2 separate regions of the Oryctolagus cuniculus genome follow, and region 2 is linked to region 1. The links are chromatin contacts, called in public Hi-C maps. All regions are on one chromosome and are shown on one strand. The core of a region is the stretch at or near the end of the contact, and the rest is flanking DNA. Distances in the headings are between cores, read along the strand shown. Region 1 has its middle 44 kb from the start of TNFRSF19. Region 2 holds the start of TNFRSF19 (TNF receptor superfamily member 19).

Region 1 (5,775 bases), core at 2,376-4,875:
AGAATGGCCCTGGACAGAACATTCTGCTGCCCCTCCCAGAGACCGCATCTGCTTCCTTTCAACTTGCATCACCGCAGGACCTAGTGCTTGGACCCAAGTGGGAGGACAGGCACGTCCCCGCCCCCCCCACGCACTGTGCTAGGCAAGGTGTCCTTGGGTGACCTAGTTTGACCTTAGGTGATCTCACTCCCAGGGCACCTCTTCCAAGACGCTCCCCATCAGCTTCAAAGCCCACATGTGGGTCCCTGCTTCTCCCTACAACCCCCACGCCCAGCCGGCTCACTTCTCTTGTCTGCGCCCGCATTCTGGTCTACTGGCTGGCGCACTGGTTCCGCCGGCACTCCATTCCTCTGCTCTCACCACCTGGCCTTTTCAGGAGCCACACCTGGGACCAAAACGATCTCCTTGCCCTAGAGCCCCTAAGACTCCAGGCTCTCAGATTAACCCCCACTTTATTTATTTATGGTCTGGATTCCCGGCTGGGAATGTTTTATATGTAACCTTATAAATTTATATTAAAGAGCATATTTTATATTCACATATGTTCTCCCATTGACTCCCACCACATTTGATGTTGATTTGCTTTACAAAAGATTTTGATCCTATGTATGTTCTAAAATCACACTAAGAAAAGAAAATCCTTAATATAATATATATTTATCCTTTTTGTTGGCCAGTTCTACCTGGGCCTCCTTTTTCTACCCAACTTTTGCATTAAGTTCATCAAATGCATGATCCAAGTGATATCAGAGCCCACAAACCATTTTGTCATATTACCCATATTACTCAGTAAGTATAGACAAATAGAAGTCACCAAGCTCAGCCCCTAGGAGAGAAAAGACTGAACAAGCACTGTTGTCAGCCTTGAAGGAGTTCACTACATAATAGGAGGAAACGCGTAGTTGGACTCAAATGCAGAGACTGATACAGGATTTGAGAAGTACATGGGAGTCAGGATGGTTTTTGAACAAGAATGGGACCCAGCAATGCGAGCTGCTGCGTAAGTGGGTGGGCTCCAGGATCAGACTGGGCATACTTAGGTCCCTGCTGTGCTAGCTGCTACACATGTAAACTTGGACCCGTTACTGGAAGGAGAATAACACCCAGGTTTGAGGGACGATTGAATAAGTTAATATGTATTAAGCATTTATGGCAAGGGGTTGACGTTTTCAGAGCGGAACTCCAAGCAGGCTGATGGCAGGTGTGCAGAGAGAGGAGACACTAGCAAGGGGAGAACTTACACAGGTACTGAGGTTGTTTTGTGGACATCCTGCACTGGTGACCTCAACTGGAGGACAGGGGTGTGGATTTAACAACAATTAAGGGAAGAATCTCAGAAGTTGACAACTCGTCGAGTGTCAGAGAGGACCATCAGGGAGGTGCCCATGGGAGTTACCAGGAGGACAGGGGCATCAGCCCCTAGAACAAGAAAGTCCAAAGAAAAGCGTGGTGTTTGAAGGAACAGTACACATGGATGAGACTGCTAGAAGACAGCATATTTGGATGTGTTTAATCTGATTACCGGTGGAACATCCAAGTAGAGATGTACAGCGTGCAGTTTAAAATGACTCCTGATGGGACCGGCTCTGTAGCACAGTGGGTTAATGCCACAGCCTGAAGCGCTGGCATCCCATATGGATACCAGTTGAAGACCCGGCTGCTCCACTTCCAATCCAGCTCTCTGCTGTGGCCTGGGAAAGCAGTAGAAGATGGCCCAAGTCCTTGGGCCCATACACTGGCGTGGGGGACCAGGAAAAAGCTCCTGGCTCCTGGCTTCAGATAGGCACAGCTCTGGCCATTGCAGCCAATTGGGGAGTGAACCATCGGATGGAAGATCTCTCTCTCTCTTGCTCTTGCTCTCTCTCTCTCTCTCTCTCTCCCCTTTTCTCTCTAACTCTGACTTTCAAATAAATAAATAAATCTTTTAAAAAAAATGATTCCTGAAACACAGGGGAATCAAAAATCCTCAAAATCGATCCTTGGTTCAGGGGTGAATTTCCACTCAATCTTCAAAAGCCAGCTCAAGGTTTCCTCCTCTGTGAGAGCATTGCGTTGTACCCTCCCTCGCAGCATGTATCCAATTGCACTGTTTGTTTACACAGCCGTCTCCTGAACTGCTTTGGAAAGTAGCAGTCTCATTTTTCATCTCGGTACTTGGGCTTGGTGCTATTCCGTCCAGTTGATCAACAGATATAAATATAATTTCTGAAGTGCCGTTAGCTTAAATCATGGAGATCTTGGAAGTCCCAAGGAAGAGTGGAGAAAGAAAGGAAAGAAAAGACCAAGGATAGATTTCCTCCCTGGTAGACACCTCCATTTAAAGAATAGGAGAAAGATGAAAACAGAGAGGTCATGGAGAGCGGATCCTGCCACATCAGATGAAACGAGGGGTCCCTGGTATCACATGCTGCAAGAGGGACAGGGATAAGACACACGCACACACACACACACACACACACACACACCTGTGGGCACCAGGCACACCTGCAGCTGACTGGGTGAGAAACAACAGGGAAGTAACCCATGGCCACCACATCTTAGCAGGCCAGCTAGCATCAAGCCAATGGTGTCCATACAGTCACATCTTTTCGAGTTTTCAGAGAAAACCATCATGCAGATATATATGCAAATATTAAACCTTATAACAAACTCAAGTTTAAAAAAATTAAACATAAGACAGTCAACATTATGTGGGTCAAACAAATCCCTCCTGACCTGGAGGCATCTGGTTTACCTCCTCCAGCGTAGACACATGAAACCATGTGGAACCCACTCTGGCCAAGCCATGATGTAGGTGTGTAGGAAATGAGGCACAATGCAAGGAAATCCACACTGCATTACCAGGTTGTCTTGCCTTCCTGAACTGAAAATGGCCAACACGGAGAGACGCTGCCCCCAGGACACTTGCTCAGAACAGCACGGGTAGCTCCACTTACTGGTTTGTGGCAAACTCAGTGCATAGGGACAACAAAAGTCATTGTCGCTCCAGGAGCCTCACCTCCACCACGGTGGCCAGAGTTCTGTGACAGGATGTGGTCAGGTGAGGTCATCCCCATTAGCACAGTGTTGTTGCTACCCGGGGTGTCCTTGGCAGGCCTATGGCAGTCCAGGTAGATCCTTTCAAACCCCGAGGGGATTTTTTTTAATTGACTGTGGCTTTCTGGGAAGCACCCTCCCCCCCACTCCGGAGAACCTCAGGAGACAGAAAACACAGCAGCTCAGTCACCACCTTCATTTAGCAAATGCTCACTATGGCTCAATCTATCCTGTGAGGTTAGCCTTGCCTTGCAGAGAGCCAGAGCATCTGCGTGTTTTCCCTGCGTGGAGAGTGAACTGGGTTATGGGCAAGTTGTTCAACCTTTCCAGGATTTGGTTATCTCATCAGGTGAAATGGAACCAAAAATAATAACAAGGATAAGGCCTGGCCCAGGAGGTTTCATGTGCTTATCGTACTCGAGCACAAAATTGAGTGTGCATGTGCGTGTGTGTAGCCATACCACACACAAGTGAAAAAAATTTAAAAGCAGATTTTTTTTCTCTTGTCTTTCAGTCCATTATCTTCAGATGAGAGGATGGACTGACATCACAGACGCTGCTTCAATGAGCTGTTTACAACCTCATTCCTCACCTCCTTGGAGACATCCATCAGGGCCTCACTTCAAAGGCCGTGCTATTTAAAGGTTATGAAGTCTCTTGTTGGAAAGCTCCAGTAAACAGCATCTTATTTCACCAACCATTTCTGGAAAGTTACTTCAGAGCTGTTCAAGATGGCACAGGACAATCCTGTTTCACTCAAAAGCAGGAAAGAGCAATAGAATGACTGTGGGTTGAGATGGAACAGTATTGCCAAAACACTTTTGAAGCCTCTGGCTCAGGACTGAAACCTGATGGTGGTAATTTTCATGTTCGGGAGCGCTAAGTACAATGTAGCAGTTCCAAAATTCTCTCACTGCACAGTGAATTCTTTCAATCTTTAATCTTTCCTACTGCTTTAATGCATGGATTTGTTTGTTTTGTAATCATTTTCCTTAAAGACACTCTATGATTATTTGACTACCATGCCCATTCTTGCAATCCTTGGGATTTTTACAAACTACCTGTCAAAGGCAATCTCTAGGCTCCTTCTGCCAAAAGAGAATAATGGGATTAAAAGCCCACACACATGCAAGGAACATCTAGGAATATAGAGGAGTCCAACTGGATGCATACAAAGTAGAGGATCAACACATCAAATAGAGTGTGGACCTGAGCCCATTCCACTTCCAGGCTTGTGGGTTTCCAGCACCTTTTCCCTCCAGCTGGTGCTGCTGGTGGCAAAGAGCAGGTCTTGGGTGGCCCTGGAGACCCTTATCCCCTCTTAGGGAACTGGACTGGGGCAGAGAACGAAGTGAGCGCTGTCTCGTCCCTCCACCTGGAAGGAAGTATTCTTGCAGGCGCACAAGAACATTGACGTGACACGCAAAACTCTTCTGCTCTTAGACTACCACCTGCTACCTCCACCTCTACCAGGCCTTGGGTTCCAAAGCCAGGGATTGTCTTCGCAGTGACGCGGCTCCCGTGGTGGACGGGAAGGCATCAGGGGTTGGTGACTGCAGCTGCCGAGAGCGGTTGGCCTTGGGACTCTTCCATGTTTCTCATTTTGTATTTCCACATTAAAATGCTTAAAGTAGAGAGAAACAGTCAGATTTCCTATTAACCACAAGTTTTCATAATCAAAATTGTGATATGGTTTAACTTTATATAGAGAGTTTTTAAAGTAAAGGATGGGACACCAGTGTTTGGTCTGCCAGAGAAGACCCCTTCCCCCCACCATGTCTGACATCAGAGAACCTGGATTTGATTCCTGGCTCTGGTCCTGACTCCAACTTCCTACTAATGCAGACCCAAGGAGGCCGCAGTTACAGCTCCCGCAGTTGGGTTCCTGCTACCCACTGGGAGTCTCAGATTGAATTCCCTGCACTCAGCTTTGACCCTGGCCCAGACTTGGCTCTTGGGTGGCATTTGGGGAGTGAAGCAGGAATGGGAGTTTGCTCATCTCCCTACCTCCACTCTCAAATGAAAAGGAAAAGTGACCTCTACAATATCGCTTTTGCTAATATTATATAGAGAGTTTGTGTAGTTCTTAACAGAAGGCAAAGCACTTTCCAACATTTTAGATCTTGTGAGCCTAGAATTGAGATAGCAAAACAGATACCATTATCATTATTACTATGATGACAATGACTATTATCTTTGACAAGGATACCGAGGGTCAAAGAAGTCTACAACTGAAAAATGTCAGAACCATTAGCTTTTTTTAAAGGTTTATTTTTTTGAAAGTCATAGTTACACAGAGGAAGAGAGAGGGAGAGAGAGAGATCTTCTGTCTTCTGATTCACTCCCCAAATGGCCACAATGACAGGGGCTGGGCCAGACCAAAGCCAGGAGCCAGGAGGTTCTTCCAGGTCTCCCACGTGAAAGCAGGAACCCAGGCACTTGGGCCTTCCTCCACTGCTTTCCCAGGCACATTAGCAGGGAGCTGGATCAGAAGTGGAGCAGCCAGGACTCAAATCAGAGCCTATATGGGATGCTGGCATCGCAGGCGGCGGCTTTACCCACTTTACCCGCTACACCAGAGCACCGGCCCCTGTCAGAACCATTACTATTCTGATGTTCTAAAACAGTCTTCTTTCAACACTACCCTATGTCAATTTTTGAACAATTATCCTTATTATTCCTGTTCTGAAAAGCCATGGACAGGTTAAGCTTCTTGCCACTCAAACTCAAAGATAAATC
Region 2 (5,775 bases), core at 895-3,394, 43 kb after region 1:
AGTATCAGATTTAATCTCACTAATCTGAGCTCCTTAAAGAGGAAAGCAAAAAGCTCTGCAGTATCTCTCATTCATGGTGCTGTTCAGAGCAACAATGGTCCAGGCCACTTCTTACAATGAAGGCAGCTCAGTTGGTTGAGTGCAGTGCTAATGAGCTGGGGGTCAGGAGGTCACCACTCCGTGGAGGCCAGTCTTTAGTCATTCTCTGCTCCCAGTGACAGATGGGGCCTTCAGCTCAGTCCCCTTTCATCTCCCACGTGGGGCATTCCTGGCCGCAAGAGGGCCAATATAAAATAATTTGCAGCAACTAGGTGAACAAATGCTCCCACTGGAAGGGACACCACCTTGCCAGTTGAGCCTTGAACTCAGATCTTGCTTGGTGAGATTCGTGTAATTTGGGGGCTGTTTGATTAGTGTTCACCGGAGTCCCTGCTTTCACATGCCTTCTGTGAGCTTCCAGCACAACGACGAGCTCCCTAAATCAGAGCCTCACCTATTTCTGTCGGTATTGAACTCTGTCAAGACATAGATTCCCTCGCTTATCCAAAGACCTGGGTGTTGTGAGAGATCAGTGTACCAGAACCTCTACTCGAGTGCAGGATGGTAGAATATCTCCCCTCTCCCCCAAAAAGAATATGGATCCCAAGCTGTGGGCAGGGTTTTAGACTACCTCTGAAAAGAAATGGGCAGCTGGCCTCTGGGAAATATTTTGTCCTTGCAAATATTTTTGTGTATTCGTGAGTTCAAGGAGCCCAAGAAACTTGGCATCCAGGTGTCACAGGGTCTTTCCCAGTCAGCTTCGAGGAAGTCATAAAGCATCACACCTGCCAGTATCGACGCCATCTGAGCTCTGTGCATCTTTGAGACACGATCTAACAGGTGGAAAAATTATAAAAGAAACCCTGAAGATTAGACTGTTTAAGTGTTATACTGAACCCATGAGCCATGCAAACCAAATATTTTGCTATTTAATTTTTTTCAGGAATCATAGAAATCTGGAAATAAACACACCGTAAACTACATTTTCAAATATCACATCAGGAAACATCAGATGAAACCAATTAGGGAAGGACATTTACACAAAGAAAGGTTAAATTCTGTGCTCTAAGTTTTGCAAAAAATATTTTAACTGACCTTCTAAAAGCTGATGTTTCCATTATAAAATAGAGAATTTTCCCTCCTTCCAGAACAGTCTGGAATTCAGAAATGCCCTGGATCCTGCACTGCAAAGAAGATGAAATTTCTTCTTATCTTTTATTTTATTAAATACTGAAAACAAAATACCTTTTAATTAAATTTGTAATTATTAAGGAAAAATCATAAGAGGTCCTAGATAATGTGCATTAGATTTAATTTTAAAATATGGACAATTAGGCTAAGGTGGTGTGGCTTTTTTTTTTTAATTTATTATTGTTTTGTTTTAGTGAGTTTGGGAGAAATGGTTCTAAAAGGCCAGGAACACAGACTTATGATCCTGAGACGAGGGCTTTTCTCAGTGTGATTCTTTTGTGAATTTGGAGATACTCAAGAAGTGTTAATGAATTACCACTAACATGTAGACACGTTAAAATCTAGTTTCCCAAATCCCAAAGTAGAAAGGAGATTAACTTCGAATACAGCCTCTGGATATGCAGGAAGGGAGAAGTCAGCGGCTGTTTGATGAACTGCCCAATCTACTGCTTAACCACTTTAATGAGAACACCTCTGCTTGGTTGGTAGTCAGGTCTTAATAGTTTACATTTCAAGGAAGAGACAGTTTACTGGAAATCCTTAAATACTCGTCCCATTGGGAACAATAACAACAACAAAATGTTAGCCTGATCCTCTGGCGGAGTAGTCTGGGTGTCTTAGGGGACAGCCTTAGTTTGCTATTTATTCTGAAAATCTGGCAACCAGTCTTTGCGGGGAAAGCGTGATTTTTATCAGTGAAAAGGCCTTTAAACGCTGTCATTTGGGACCCCCATCTATCAAGGATCTTATCGCCCAAAGAACTTCCCGCAGCAGTGGCTGTCCATTGCAGTCAGAGACAGATAACAGAAACTGTCCTGCGTGAGGCACAATAGTCTAACATGATTAGCAATCAGGCGAGCGCTGGTTCCTCTGCAGCTCCACTCCCCCACAGGCTGAATTCCAGCTCTCCTGCCAGTCCCACGGCGGCGCTGAATGATGTCATGGGATCTGCAGCTCAGGGAGATGAAAGGGGTAAGGCAGAGCCCGCTGGCACTGGGAAACGCTTCCAACACACAATCCACCGCGCAGCTTGGGAACCGAAAGGCTACGGATCGGGCCACTCAGCTCGGGCACTGGCGAACCACCCGCAGGGCCTCGCTGCAGGGCAGAGGCGGAGGACGGCGTGACCCCGGGTTAACAAAAGACCGTGCGGGCTGGGAGGCCGGAGGGCCCTTACCTGCCCAGGGCGAACTCTCAGGATAGCCAGCGTATGCATGAACTCAGCTCGGTCTTTGATGTTCAGCAACTGATCACTGATCAGATTACAGGCATTTCATCTCTCAGCTCGTTTGCCTTTGATCTGCATGGTTAATTTCATTTTCCTGGATGTGAAGTTTCGTCCGGGCTTGTGCTGACACACATTTTTTGGGGGGACGGCGTAGACGCTCTGCCAAGGAGAGACTGAGTTGCTGGAAGGGTGAGTGCACGTTGCAGGTACCGCATTTTGCTGTTCTCACGTGTCCTAAGAGGGGAGGGGGCATATTTTTAATCGACCACGCACCAGCATTTCCATAGTCGGACACTACGTGATGCTGCGTGTGTGTGTGTGTGTGTGTGTGTGTGTGTCGAAGACAAGATGCGGTTTTAGTAGCTTGTTCAGGACGCCGTGCGATCTGTCGTGCAAATGTTACTTGGAACTGAGTTGTTCAGACAGGACAAAACAGAGCAGTGCTAACTTTAGCAGGCAGCCAGTGAGTGCCTCGGCCCCTGAGATCTGCCAGCTATAATTGCCCCCAAGTATTTACACGGTGCTTTATTTAGTAAACAGCCGAACTTCACTTGAAACGAATGCTTTTCTTATTTTCTCCCATAAAAGAGTAACAGCAGGGCCGTTTCTTTAGTTTATTTATTCTCTCACCTCCAAGATGTAAATCCATCAAATACATTTCCTTATACAGTTTGTATACTCTAGGGATTCCCTGAAAAGGCATTTCAGTATGATTAAAGCCTTTTATGTGTAAGACCCAAGAATTTAAATATAAGGAGGGTAAAGTTACACTGAGTTTGGCTAAAAATACTCTAGTGAATTTTTTTGTAACCTCTGGAAATAGCATAGCCTTATTTACAAGACTAATAAGTGAACATTTATTTTAAAGTTATAGTGACAGTTGAAAACTGAGTAACCAACAGTTATTATGTTACAGAAAGTATTTCAGTAACATTTTTACTTGAGTTAGTGAGCTGCACATCCAAACCAAATTATATTGCTGTGTTGAATTTCAAAGTTAACTGTTTACTTCTTTGTCAATTCAATGATACAGAAAGAGAGAGTAAAATCTTTACATGAAATGCAAAAACTCAGTACAGAGGAAAAGAGAGAAATCCATGTTCACATTGGTTTGCTTTCATGTTCTGGTCCTAAGTTTATTTGGGGGAAAATATTGAATTAGCATCACAATAGTCTATTTTATGCTAGCTGAACCACAAGGAAATCATAAATGATAAAAACCAGTCTGAAATTATGATGAAACAGGAAAGATCTAATGAGTCTGTCTCATTTCATATGTAATTAATTTTTCAGAGCCAATTAATTACATTATTCTCTAGACTTTCCTTCAACTATGAGGAGGGTAATTAGCATTGTTTGCTTAATTTTAAAACTTTGGTAGCTGTTACAGAGATTATTTCAAACCATGCCAAACTGACTGTATTTTTAAAGGGTGTCAGTAAGAATTTAATCTAAAAGGCTTAATGTTGTTTTTAGTTATGCCAGGAGAACGCTTAAACTTTTTTTTTACCGACAACAAATCATGTTCATCATGTCCTGGCTTTTTGAAAACTTTATTTGCTTTAGAAGTCCTGTGGAAATCCTAAAAGCAACATTAATGTTCACATTTAGATTTTTTAAATTCACTTTTAAAATAATTACTAAAGATGCCCAAAGAAACAGCATACCTTGGAACTTGCTCATTTAGTGCAGATTTGGGATTTAAAAATATTTTGAATGACTGTTTTGTTCTACTACTAGGTTCATTTTAACAAATAAGCTCTCTGCAGCACAAAACAAAGGGGGAGAATTAGCAATTATCTGATGAATTTAGGCTTTGTAGTGAACTAGCTTGGGCAAGTCAAGTCCTTGAAAATCCACTTCAGTGTCTGAATTAATTCAGTTAATTGTTTACTCCTTGTGTCTTTGTTGAGAAATGAAAGTGCATTTGATTCTAAGGAGAGATGGCTGCAGCTGGATGGGCAGGTACAATCTCAAAGACACTTATTAATTAATGGCCACACCATGACCTTGACAGTGATTTAGTAGCTGGTACTCCAGAACACTTCTATGGAATGAAACCTTATACACATTTTCAAAGCACTTTCCTATCTGTTGCTTCAATGGCAGCTTTGTTAGTGCAGAAAGACCAAGTCTTCAAAAGTCTTTTATTTCTCCTCCAGATTCTGTCACTGATTAGCTATGCGACCTTAAGGGAGTCACTTTGCTCCTCGTTTTTCTCATGTGAAGTGGGGTGGTTGATCAGATCTCCATAAAGTAAGCAGGACCAGGGTTTTTACAGATTCCATGTTTACAGCCATTGTACAGATGAGGAGACTGAGACATGGAGAAGGGATGGGCGTGAACGAAGGCCACATGGCTAATTTTCCAAGTCCTGGTCCAGTGTTCTCTCCAACTGACTGTGTGTGTTATTTTCCAACAAGTTCTCAAACAATACACCGTGGAGCTGATCAGAGTCAGTGCCACTGTGGGAGAGAAAAATAGCTACTTCCTGTGGCTGTCTTCATTTCCGTGATAAATGTGCTACTCAACTGGAGTAGTCTCATTGCTTCCTCTTTTTTTGGCATTTGTATTTCTAAATTATTTAAATACAATTACTGCTGTACAGAATTTACAATATTTAAATAATTTGAATAATAATGCAATCAATGCAATTTGGAGTTACATACACCAGAGGATTTCAAAAAATTCTTAGAAATTGGAACAAAAAGTTGTCTATTTTGGTGCAAAAAATTTTTGAAATCCATGTATAGGTTTTTTTAATATTTATTTATTTATTTGAAAGGCAGAGTTACTGAGAGGCAGAGGGAGAGAGAGAGAGAGAGAGGTCTTCCACCCACTGGTTCACTCCATAAATGGCCACAATGGCCAGAGTTGAGCCAATTCAAAGCCAGGAGCCAGGAGCCAGGAGCTTCTTTTGGGTCTCCAACGAGGGTGCAGGGGCCCAAGGACTTGGGCCATCTTCCACTGCTTTCTCAGGCCATAGCAGAGAGCTGGATTAGAAGTGCTAATTGGAAGCTGGATTAGAGCAGCCAGGACTCTACCGAGTGCCCATATGGGATGCTGGCACTGCAGGTGGCGGCTCTACCCACTTTGCCACAGTGCTGGCCCCTATGTGTAGCTTTTTGTAATGAATGTTTCTCAAGAATTTTTTGAAGACACCGCATATGCTTGGATTCCAAAATCTTTTTACACCAGAATAAACGTATCTTTTAATTCCATTTTCCAAGAATGTTTTTTTTTAAAAGATTTGCATATTTATTTCAAAGGCAGAGTAACAGAGAAAGATCTTCCATCTGTTGGTTCATTCCCTACAT

The links. A called contact is a pair of places that touch in the nucleus more often than the background predicts.
Region 2: a contact with region 1 is called in a Hi-C map of psoas muscle, with 3 times the contacts expected there. The contact joins the promoter of TNFRSF19 here to the enhancer-like site in region 1. A contact is called at or near these places in 2 of 6 Hi-C or Micro-C datasets (ear pinna and psoas muscle).

The regions. Positions count from the first base shown.
Region 1 is chr9:94,292,151-94,297,925 of mOryCun1.1, forward strand. No RefSeq gene overlaps it. Among named protein-coding and RNA genes, the nearest start is that of TNFRSF19, 44 kb to the right of the region's middle. Within about 2 kb of position 3,626, at least 1 of the 8 cell types and tissues checked has an H3K27ac peak or open chromatin away from gene starts, as enhancers often do.
Region 2 is chr9:94,336,770-94,342,544 of mOryCun1.1, forward strand. TNFRSF19 (TNF receptor superfamily member 19) reads left to right here and starts at 2,145. Exons shown (of 10, transcript XM_008259905.4): 1 at 2,145-2,647.